Regions from separate parts of the Arachis hypogaea genome. Here region 2 is linked to region 1. Evidence: chromatin contacts called from public Hi-C data. All regions are on one chromosome and are shown on one strand. The core of a region is the stretch at or near the end of the contact, and the rest is flanking DNA. Distances in the headings are between cores, read along the strand shown. Region 1 holds the start of LOC112754202. Region 2 has its middle 20 kb from the start of LOC112760920.

Evidence for each region. A called contact is a pair of places that touch in the nucleus more often than the background predicts.
Region 2: a Hi-C map of leaf shows a contact between it and region 1, with 4 times the contacts expected there. The contact joins the enhancer-like site here to the promoter of LOC112754202 in region 1. A contact is called at or near these places in 2 of 8 Hi-C or Micro-C datasets (both in leaf).

The regions. Positions count from the first base shown.
Region 1 is chr16:49,877,390-49,882,720 of arahy.Tifrunner.gnm2.J5K5, reverse strand. It overlaps LOC112754202, which reads left to right and starts at 2,754. Exons shown (of 17, transcript XM_025801767.3): 1 at 2,754-3,350; 2 at 3,449-3,571; 3 at 4,038-4,083; 4 at 4,177-4,334; 5 at 4,449-4,566; 6 at 5,034-5,116. The coding sequence starts at 3,471.
Region 2 is chr16:49,993,903-49,999,600 of arahy.Tifrunner.gnm2.J5K5, reverse strand. No RefSeq gene overlaps it. Among protein-coding and RNA genes, the nearest start is that of LOC112760920, 20 kb to the left of the region's middle. Within about 2 kb of position 3,065, at least 2 of the 3 cell types and tissues checked have open chromatin away from gene starts, as enhancers often do.

The DNA.
Region 1 (5,331 bases), core at 1,505-4,004:
GCATTTTCTGAAGCCAATAATAAGGCCCGCATGCTTCAAACTGGTAAGCCACCTCCCCTGACACGTACATCACAAGACACCCAATGTTATTACTTCCTGAATGATCAATGTGTTGACCAACACTTGCCTGTTCTTTCGCAGGCCCTCCCAATCGGTCCAGACAAACTCCCAAGCCGGACCCCCTACGTAACCCTGGTGGTCCCTGACGGCAGGGGTATCGGTAGGGGCGGCAATGGGTAGGGTAGGGTAGGGTTTGGATCCAACCCTAACCCTACCCGCGGGTTCAGATTTTTATATAAACTCAACCCTACCCTACCCGCGGGTTGAGAATATTCCAACCCTAACCCTACCCGCTCTTAACCCGCGGGTACCCGACCCTACCCACGGGTTACAAAAAATATACAACATTATTATATAACTTGATGATAATTTAAAATAGAACTGATTTTTATATAAAAAAATTAAATTATCAATTAATAATTTTTTTAGTGGTTAAGGATCTTTTGCATTCAGTGAGAGGTCTTTGATTCAACATCCACTTAAAACATATTTTTATATAAGTATATAACATAAACATATATAGAGTGTGGGTTGGTCGGGTAGGGTTGAGGCTTAACCCGCACCCTACCCGACCCGCACGAGAACTCTACCCGCACCCTACCCTACCCGCTGCGGATCGGGTTGGCAACCCTACCCGATCAGGTGGGGTCGGGTTGGGTACCTGTGGGTAGGGTACATATTGCCACCTCTAGGTATCGGCCATCGGTGCTTCTGGAAATAACAGCAAAATGGTAGCATCGCATTGACCCGTGGTTGGCCAGAGTTCTACCAGACGTACCGAATTAATTTAGACTCCATGCTTCTTTTCAAACACAAGGGCAACTTTGAATTCCAAGTACGTATCTTCGACTTCGGTGGTCGCGAAAACACATACCAGCCCCGACCATCCGAGGAACCGCCATACAAAGCAAAAGGTACTTACCGGCGTGCCCGCTGTATCAACAATCCTTCGTCACACAAGGCGAAAGTGATAGCTGAAATACACAAGACCAAATGGTCATTCCTTGTCATGGACCTCACTAGCCGCGTCTTGTCCTCCCACCTGTTGGTAAGGCACCAATTCATTTTCTTGTACGTGTCTTCGTCAATAAGTTTTTTCTCTATTAATGATCTATTGCTATGCTATAATCAGCCAAATGTCCCTCATTTGAGCCATTTCACTGGTCAGAGACACACACTCATCCTATCACACGGACACATTGAGGTCGAGGCCACCTACACCAAATTTAGTGGCAAGCAAGACGGTAGCTTCGGGGTCATCTCCGGAGGCTAGGCACATTTTGCTAGCCTGTGCAAATTCGAGCCCGGAGGTGTGGGATCTTTGAGGTCATGTCAACTGAGCCAGTCACAGTACTGCAGGTCCGATGGAGCAACGACGCTGCAAGCTCCTGAATCTTGCTATCCTTATGTTGTTAACCAGACTTGTATTTTGTGGATTATCTTTATGTATCACTTTTTGAGAATTTCATTACCTGATGTACTCATTCCTGGGAAAACAATGTACTACGTTTCTTGATACAGTTACTATTAACCACATATCGCAGGGGTGTTGTTTGCGTACAATGTTCATGCCTTCTACTGCGACCTGTTATTGCGTCGCAGCTTGGTCACCCAAACTGAATTCCATTAGCAATGCTTACATTACACTTGCTAGTACTGTTTTACTTCAGTTGGTTGCTCCATTATTAATTCTGTGCATTTTATGTCTTTTAACTTTTGGTGTAAATACAACGACTTAATAAGGACAGATAAATATTTCTCATATACCAAATTAAGGTTAATCTTGAAATCAGTTGCGATTGAATATCACAACATTTGCATCTGCATCAAGAATTTCCAGGTACATGTCCAATTGTCTATATAGAAGTGCTACTTGACCAGTTGTACAGGAGGGTTGGGATAACATTATTAACGTGTGGAACAGTATTCAGCCCTTTTTTTCGACGGGAGTCCAAGTCCATTACGATGATCCAACCCGAATTCAACAACTTCCCCATCCCCACACAAGTTCCTCTCCTCCACGCGGGTCTTGTATCTTCGTTTCCACCTCCATTACCGCTGTCTTACGAACTTCTTCTTCGAAACACCGTTTCACGCGACCGCATCCTCATAGTTTCGCTGTGTCTTCAAAGCGGCTGTGTCCTGTCTCCCAAGATCTGCAACGCTCACTAGGTGCCGTCGCCGCTCTGTATTAGACCGTCAAACACCTCCACCATTCAATCTCCCATCCTCGAACCCTCTCATTGGCATCGAGTTCCATCGATGGGCTTACGGAGCTCTCCCTAAGTGGCCGACGTCGTGCCGATGCCTCACCTCACCAAATCTCCTCTCCATTTCATCACCGCCATGCGAATGATGACTATTAGAACGTCGATGATAATTATGTGTGCTTTTTTGGGGTCTGGGTCTTGTTTCACACGTTTTTTTGGGGGGATAATGGTAGCCCACGATCCAGATATCATAATGAACAAAAAAGTTAACCCATTTCATCCAAAAAACTAATAAACCGAGTCATAAGAGTTAAATGAAACCAAACCAAGTTGAACCGGTTTATAATTTTATCAAACTTTGGATCAAATACATAATTTCCAATGAATCTCGTACCGATGCAATTCTGGCCATTAAAATAGCATCTTTCCATCTGGTCCATCAAGGTTCGGATAATACTTTTCCCACAAAAAACAAAGCCATAAATATATTACTGAATCCAATCATTAGGGAAAAGAAAGGAAATTGAATTTGAACAGAAATTATCCGGAATCTCTCTCCGTTATGATTAGTGAAAGAGAATGAAAGTGAGAAGTGCAAATTATGACTTATGAGGGACTAATACGGAAGCAGTTTATATATGATTTGCTTCGAAGTTAGAATGTCTTGAAAAGGATATTCCCTAATTTCATATCATACGTGCTTTGCTCAAATTCCCAAAAACCGCACACACATGATAACATCACAATTCGCACACAAAACAAAACGTTGGACCGTTCTTGTTATTTCAGTTTCCGTTTTGTGGCTCACACAAACAACCTCCGCCATCCAAATTCCCATGTCCAATTCTTAATTCCAAAAGGGAAAGAAAAGAAGAGAAAAAAAAAAATCTCTCTTTCCCCTAAACCCCTTTTGATTCCAAATTCCAAAAGGGGATAATCATTGTTCACTTCTCAATTCTCAATCACAAGAACGAAGAACACTGCTTTTCATTGACACCTCAGCTTCCCCCGCAGGCTGATCTCGAACTTGCGGGAAAAAGAAAGAAAGGAAGAGAAGATCTCTTTTTGACGAAAACCCTGGTTTGCTTTTCACCAAACAGCTTCAACTTGTAATCTTTTTGGAGTCTCATTTGCTGTAATTTTTGTGTTCAATTGTTCTGTTTTCCTTCTTTTCTCAGGTTTCTGTGTTTGCGGGTCACCATGGAGATCGACAGAGCAATCAGGGAGTGTAGCGATAGAAGGCTTCAAACCAAGTACAATAACGCCACCTATGTTATTCAGAGAGCTTTGGCTTTGTATTCGTAAGTATTTCTATGACTATGAGCTGGGATTTGCTGATTTATTGGGTGGTTGTTATCCTAGACTTAGAGAGCTTGATTTGAGTCTGGGATTGGATTTTATTTATTGGTTGGTTTGTAGTTGTTTTAACTAGAAAGATGAATATACACTCAATGTGGATGGATGTTTGATTCATGTTGGATCTATTTTGTCAAAATTCTTGGGTAATATTGAATTTCCTTCCTCGGTTGTATTGTCCTTTTTGGAAATGATTGGCTGCCTGAAGATAGTCACCGGAATTTCCGTGTTAATGAAAATGTAACCAATGGCTGATGGTGTGCGGACAAGGTTTTGCTAGGTCTATGTTAGTCGAAGAGATTTATCGGTCATGCCTGTATTGAACTATAAAAGAAAATGGTGATCTTAATTTTCAATCTCATCATTGTAATTTTACTGGTGCTGCATGTATTAATGTGTTTCTTCATACAGCATTGAAGAGGTTGCTTTCAGTTTCAATGGTGGAAAGGATTCAACGGTAAGTTTTAACATGTGTATTTTAGTTCTTTTTTTTTAATCATCCATCAGTATTCATGAGCTTGTTAATGTGACAATAAGCTTTGACATGCAGGTTTTGTTACATCTACTTAGGGCGGGCTATTTTTTGCATAAAGGGGGACAAAATAGTGCCAATGGGGATCTGAACGATTTTCCAATTAGAACAATATATTTTGAGACTCCTAGTGCTTTCCCAGAAATTAACTCATTCACTTATGATACAGCTGCCACGTTAGTGAAGCTTTCTCTTCCTTATACTTTTGATTATTCTTTGAATTGTAATTGCAGTGTAGATAACATGGAAAAGAGATATTTTCTTCTTTCTGATAATTTGTTCTTGAGCAGCTATGGTTTGCAAATTGACACCATTTGCACAGATTTTAAATCTGGTTTGGAGGCTTTGCTAAAGGAGAAGCCAATTCGAGCAATTTTCCTTGGAGTTCGAATTGGAGACCCTACTGCGGTATTCCTATTGTTTCACCATGAGAGGGCCTTTTTCAATTGTCTTGTTTTTTTTTTCTCTCTGATTTATTGACTCCTAAACGCGAAAGCCCATTCTGTTATTCTACGTCATAAGATTTTACTCAGATGCTTGACACTTTTTAAAAGCAAAATCTAGAAGCAATTTACAAAAGAGAAAATTTTGCATATACAATCCTTAATCAAAAGCGATGTCTATACTTATCATAGATATACGTTATGAGGAAAAAATTAGTTACATAATAAGTTTCAATGTTCTAAATGTAGCTTATTACATTACATGCCGTTAAAGCTTCAAAATGTTCCCAATGCAGTAGTCGAGTAACATTGTCAGTAATACCATTAATCCCAAAATGCATCTTTTATGCTTTAAACTAACATTTGATTAGCATGGTTTCTGAAAATAGGAATATTGAATATTCTATTTATATGTGCCCTCTAATCTTTCAGGTTGGCCAGGAACAATTCTCCCCTAGTTCACCTGGGTGGCCAGCTTTTATGAGAGTGAATCCCATTTTAGATTGGTCATACAGGTTTGGTCCTTTGTTATAAAGTGTTTCTCTTTACTGCTTAGTTTCTTTTAATTTGAGATTAGTGAACACAATAATGATCTGAAAAACATGGTTCTCTTATAACCACATGTGTGATTGGTGCTAACTTATCGTCTTATCCAATAATCCTTTCATTTAATCATAAAATTCACACTGAAAGTGTCTACCTTCACATACTTATTTATTAGTGGTGGCTG
Region 2 (5,698 bases), core at 1,816-4,315, 120 kb before region 1:
CCTCACAAGGTTTAAAATTCGGTGTCCATGGCTTGACCGCAATATAGTGACCGAAGATCATCCATGGCCCCCCTAGTAAAACCTTCTCTCGATCGTCCATGCGATCAAATTTAACGAGGAAGTACCCAAAACCCACATCCAAGATTTCATATCCACCGGTGATCCTCCATACCCCTTTCAATTTATGAAACATGGCCGTGTAACTAAGGTTTTTTCCAAGAACCTTAATCACAATTGCTTCCTTGTATGGTTGAGAAAGGATGTTCCTAGCCTCTTCGGAGAAGCAAACTCTTGGAGGCATAGGATCTCCTTGTTTTCCAGTGACCACTGCCATGGAATCCTCATCTAGAGCTTCAGCCCGATTTATCCCTGTGGCTACCGTAGAACCAATAACCTTGTCACGGAACGAAATCTTGGAAGTCACCCTGGAACTAAGGTCGCCCTTACTTGATCCCTCCTTCACACCTGATGCAAACCCTCCCACACTCTCCCCCTTATCTCTTTCGATGGCATGGCCATCTTCTTCACCGTGTTTCACCCTCAAACGCTCTCTCCCGCTCTCTCCTTCTCTCATTCTCTCTGAGTACGGAGTACGTACTCTTTCTCTGCTAGGGTTTTTTTTTTCTTTTTCCCCTGGCTCGCCCTTTTTGTCTCTAATATTTGCTATCTTAAAAAACATTCATAATGTTTAAGTTTACATAGCATACTCTAATTATTCGGGTTTAGTTCTAATTTTGATTAAAATTATTTTTTATACTAGTATTAATTAAAAGTTTTTCTTAATGTATTAATATTGAGTTGTTGAAAATTAAATAATATAACATGAATTGACAATAAAATTATTTTAGATTTATTTGTTTAAAACAATTTTTTTTAAATAATTTTTTTGCTTAACATTTTTTACTATCAAATAATTTAAATAATTCGTATTAGTTTGTACTTTGTAGTCCCGTGATAAGTTGAAGAAATAAAATCATTCAAACGGTAAGTAATTAGAATGATATCCAAATTTTTCAATACAAGAATTAAAATGGTAAAGTGTAATGATTTATTATCTTATTTTTTTTGTTTATTTTAAAATTAAAAAAACCAAAAATAGGATAATAAATAATTTTGTTTATTATGCAAATTGTAAAGTATAATGATTTGTTGTCTTATTTTTTGTTTATTTTAAAATAAAAAGAAAACCAAAAATAGGATAATACATAATTTTGTTTATTCTAAAAATTGTAAAGTATAATTTTGTTTGCTCTTTTTGTTTTTTCAATTTTTAGAATAAACAAAAAAAAATTTATACAAATAAAACCTAAAGCCTAAACTCCAATATTGATATATAATTGACAAAAATTTATTCAAAGTTTGTATCTCAATATAAACCACTTCATTTTATAAAAATTTCATATCAAATATCAATTTAATAATTTCTTTTTATTTTTACTATTTATTCGAATAAATTTGATCTTCAATTTTCTTTTTTTCTTTCCACTCATGAATTGTAAGCTTGCTTTTGATTTTTCATTGACTAATATTATTTATTTAGTATTTAGGGTAACAAAAAAATAATTTATCATCAAATTTTATTGACTCTACGAATTTTTTCGACCTATTAATATTACCTTATTCAATTTTTTGCCCAAATCTAGGGCTCATATCACAAGTCTAATTTTTTGATGTCCAAATTTTATTTATACTTCTTGTCAAATATCAAGTGTCCAACAGGTATTGGTCAGTCAAGCTTTATCCACTCTTAGCCACCTTTTTTTATGCCACCACAAACGTCACCGTCCAGAATTAGGTTTAATGAGTGGTTTGGACATTTTTGCTAAGTGTTTGGGTAATTGGACTAAATATAAACCCAACAAACTAAGTCCAAAAAAAAAAAAACCCAACAAACAAGCTTTTTCTATTTTCATATCATAGGATTATTTTTTAATATTTATGTTATTTTATGTTATTTATTTTTTATCATAAAATATATTTATCTTTGAGATGTAATATAATACATTTAATTTAAATTAAGTATATATTAAAAACTAAAAGATATAAAACACACTGTTTTTAAATAAAAAAGAAAACAATTTAAAAACTAAAATACAATTAAAGTAATATTTATGTTATTTTATTTTTTATCATAAATTTATTTATCTTTAAGATGTTAATATAATACATTTAATTTAAATTATGTATATATTAAAAATTAAATAATATAAAATATATTTTTTTAAAAAATTAAAAATTAAAATACAATTAAAGTGATAAATATTTTTTCGTGTATTTATTCTTTGTCATTCTATAACATATAATATATAAAATCATAGATTTTATGCGTATATAAAAATATTTATTTTTGATATTTGATTATTTCTTTTTTTTAATTTTATTATTGTATTGTATTTACATATATAAGACTTTGATTGATATTATATTTTTAGCTTCTATATTTTTAAGATTTGTATTATAAAATATTTATTTTTGGTATATTTATTTATAATTTTATATATTATTGTGTTATCATTTAAGCTATTTTATTTGAACCACAATTCAATTAGTTAAACCTCTAAATTAATAAATCATGAGATAAAATGGTTCGATGTCGATTCAATTTGGAGAACCTTGAGTTTGAGTAGAAGGTTATTAGAACAAAAGAGTTGAATAAACAATTGAAAATGCTGGTCAAATATTTTTTTTTTCCGTCAAGGGGCCAAATATTAATTTTGTTGTGCATAAACAAAAGTAGACATAGGCCCAATATTTGAGAGTACAAGGCCCGTGTTTCTACCCACCAGGTATTCATATTAAGTTATTAACACAGTATATCAATCAAGAGTTATTTAACCGTACACATGATTACTATTTGTTTTTGTCCACCATATTTTTAATCCGATATGCTAAGAATTAATCTATTGTAAGTTGGAGTTCTATTTAAAATTTGTCATTGACCAATATATTGCTGCATATACATAAGGGATTCGACTCGTATCACTTACTTAAGCGGCTAGACTAACCACTAAACCAATACTATTTCAGTATTTTGTTGGCCAACAAGCGGAACAAAAATCTGTGTTTGCGAAAGGAAAAAAAAAAAAGGCCTAGTATTATGCAGCATAATATGCATATAACTAGTGGATGAAGGGTCACCATATTGATATGTCTCAGCGACTCACGGTAAAAATATACACGAATGGAATATAATTTCTTTTTGAGTCATGGTATTTAACATGAACAAATTAATATTACATTACATGTAAAATAGAGTAATATCTCAAGAGAATTTCAAACCGATTTTTGTTAGACAAGTTTAATAATCGTGACATATTTTATTTACCATATTATTCTATTTTGTTAAAAAAATTTAAATTTGCATATCTTTTAATAAATAAGGATGCAAATGGATTTGTCTAAAACTTACTATAAGTTTGGTTAAATAATTATAAGCTGAAAATATATATATTCATAGAGTACTTGCAGGTATTGTCTTTGTAGGTACAAAACTTTTAGGATTGTTTTTAAATATAATGCTTTGATTTAACAATCTATACAATTGATTGAAAGTTTTTGGGTCACATTTTCAGCTATTTGTAGAAATTAAACTGCCAAACGAAAAATCACTTGGCCTATAAAAATAAAAATTTCATTTTTTTAAGTATATTTACAAAAAATGGTGTGAAAATCAGATCTTTAATTTAGACATAATTTTAATAATATTTTGATTATTACTTTCATATTTTAAATTTGTTTTTTGTCAATACTTAAATTTTTTCAATGTATTTTTAATAATCATTTAATAAGACCTCTCCTTTTAAGGCTTTAATTAGCTAAAACACATGAAAGCTAATGGAATAGAATTAATAATAGAGAAAATTCCATTCCTCCTCTTTTGCGAGATGCTAAAATGACACTTCTCTCTCCTCTATTTTATAAATGTACATTATCCTCCCTTCTAACTTTTAAGAAACCCCCTCTTTAATTCATTTTAAATTTTTTGTGTTAACTAATATTAACTTTATCCATTTTTTAAGAAAAAATAAATTATTTTTTGAGAAAATACCCATTAGTAAAAATTTTATTTTTTATCATTAAATTTTGCTTATCAAAATACCCTTTAATAAATTATTTTTTTATTGATTAAATTGTATTTTTACCAAAATATTTTTAAAAAAATTAGTAATTAAATTATTTTTTTCTAAGATACCTGCCCTTCAATAATTTTTTAATTATTAAATTGTGATTTTATCAAAATTTTTGTTAACAATTATTTTTATATTTTACTATTAATTTTTCGATATCAATATATATTATTTTAATATTAAATAAAAAAATCTTACTACTGTTAATATGCATAACAATTAATATATATTGATATTGAAAAATAATCTTACTAAAATTTTTTATTTAATGTTAAAATAATATATATAGATATCAAAAAATTAATAGTAAAATATAAAAAAATTATTAACAAAAATTTTAGTAAAATTATAATTTAATAATTAAAAAATTATTGAAGGGTATTTTAAAAAAATAATATATTTGTTAAATTTTTTTTTTAAAATACAATTTAATTAATAAAAGAATAATTTATTAAAGAATATTTTGGTAAGCAAAATTTAATGATAAAAATAAAATTTTTGTTAATGGATATTTTTTTAAAAAATAATTTATTTTTTCTTAAAAAATGGATAAAGTTAACATTAGTTAACACAAAAAATTTAAAATTGATTAAAGAAGAGGTTTCTTAAAAGTTAGAAGGGAGGAAAGTGTACATTTATAAAATAGAGGGGAGAGAAGTGTCATTTTAGCATCTCACAGGGAAGGTGAGTAAAATTTTCTCTTAATAATAATAGTAAAACAAATTATATATATATCATATTTGGATTATTTTTTTTAAAGAATTATATATATTTACTTTGGGTTGACTTTCTGATAATGATTGCAAGCCAAATTGAGAAAAAGAATACGAGTATGAATTAAGTAATGGTAAAAAATAGGTTTAATACAATCCAATAAAAATGATAAGAATAATTGATCACGAAAATATAGTCAAGAGATAAAAAGAGTGTTCTTTAAAGGGGGTATTATTCAACGTAGTTCAGACTTACCTGTAAGAAGAAAGAGATTAAAGAGGAAAGTAAGAATAGAAGTAATTAGAGGAGAGAGGATTCTAGAAAGAAAATAGACACACAACTTTTTTTGCCTTTTCTAGCTACAGCTCTCCCTATTTGAACTCCCAGTCACGTTTCTGACTTCTCTTTCAATTGGTTATGGTTTGTTAGTTTGCTTTTCTTTCCCATTTGTGACCCTTGTAACGACTTTCCCTTCATGCCTTGTATCATTACCACCTCCTTTGAAAATGACCTTGCCCTCAAAGTCAAAGTTGGGATACTGGCATCGCATTTCTTCATAAAATTCCCAAGTAGTCTCCTCCACAGATAGATGCTGCTACTGAATCAAGACCTCCTCATGCCATTTGTCATTCCTTTTGATCATCCAGTGACCAAGTACAAGATTTTGGTAGAAGTTTGAATCCTTTTTCATCAATCATCAAGGATTTTGGAATGTTAGCTGCACTAGGACAACCCTCACACTTCTTGAGCAGTGAAATATAGAAGACTGAGTGAATTTTTGCGGTCTGCAGTAGCTCCAACTTGTAGGCAACCTTTCCAATATGTTGTAGTACCTTAAATGATCCGAAATAGCGTGT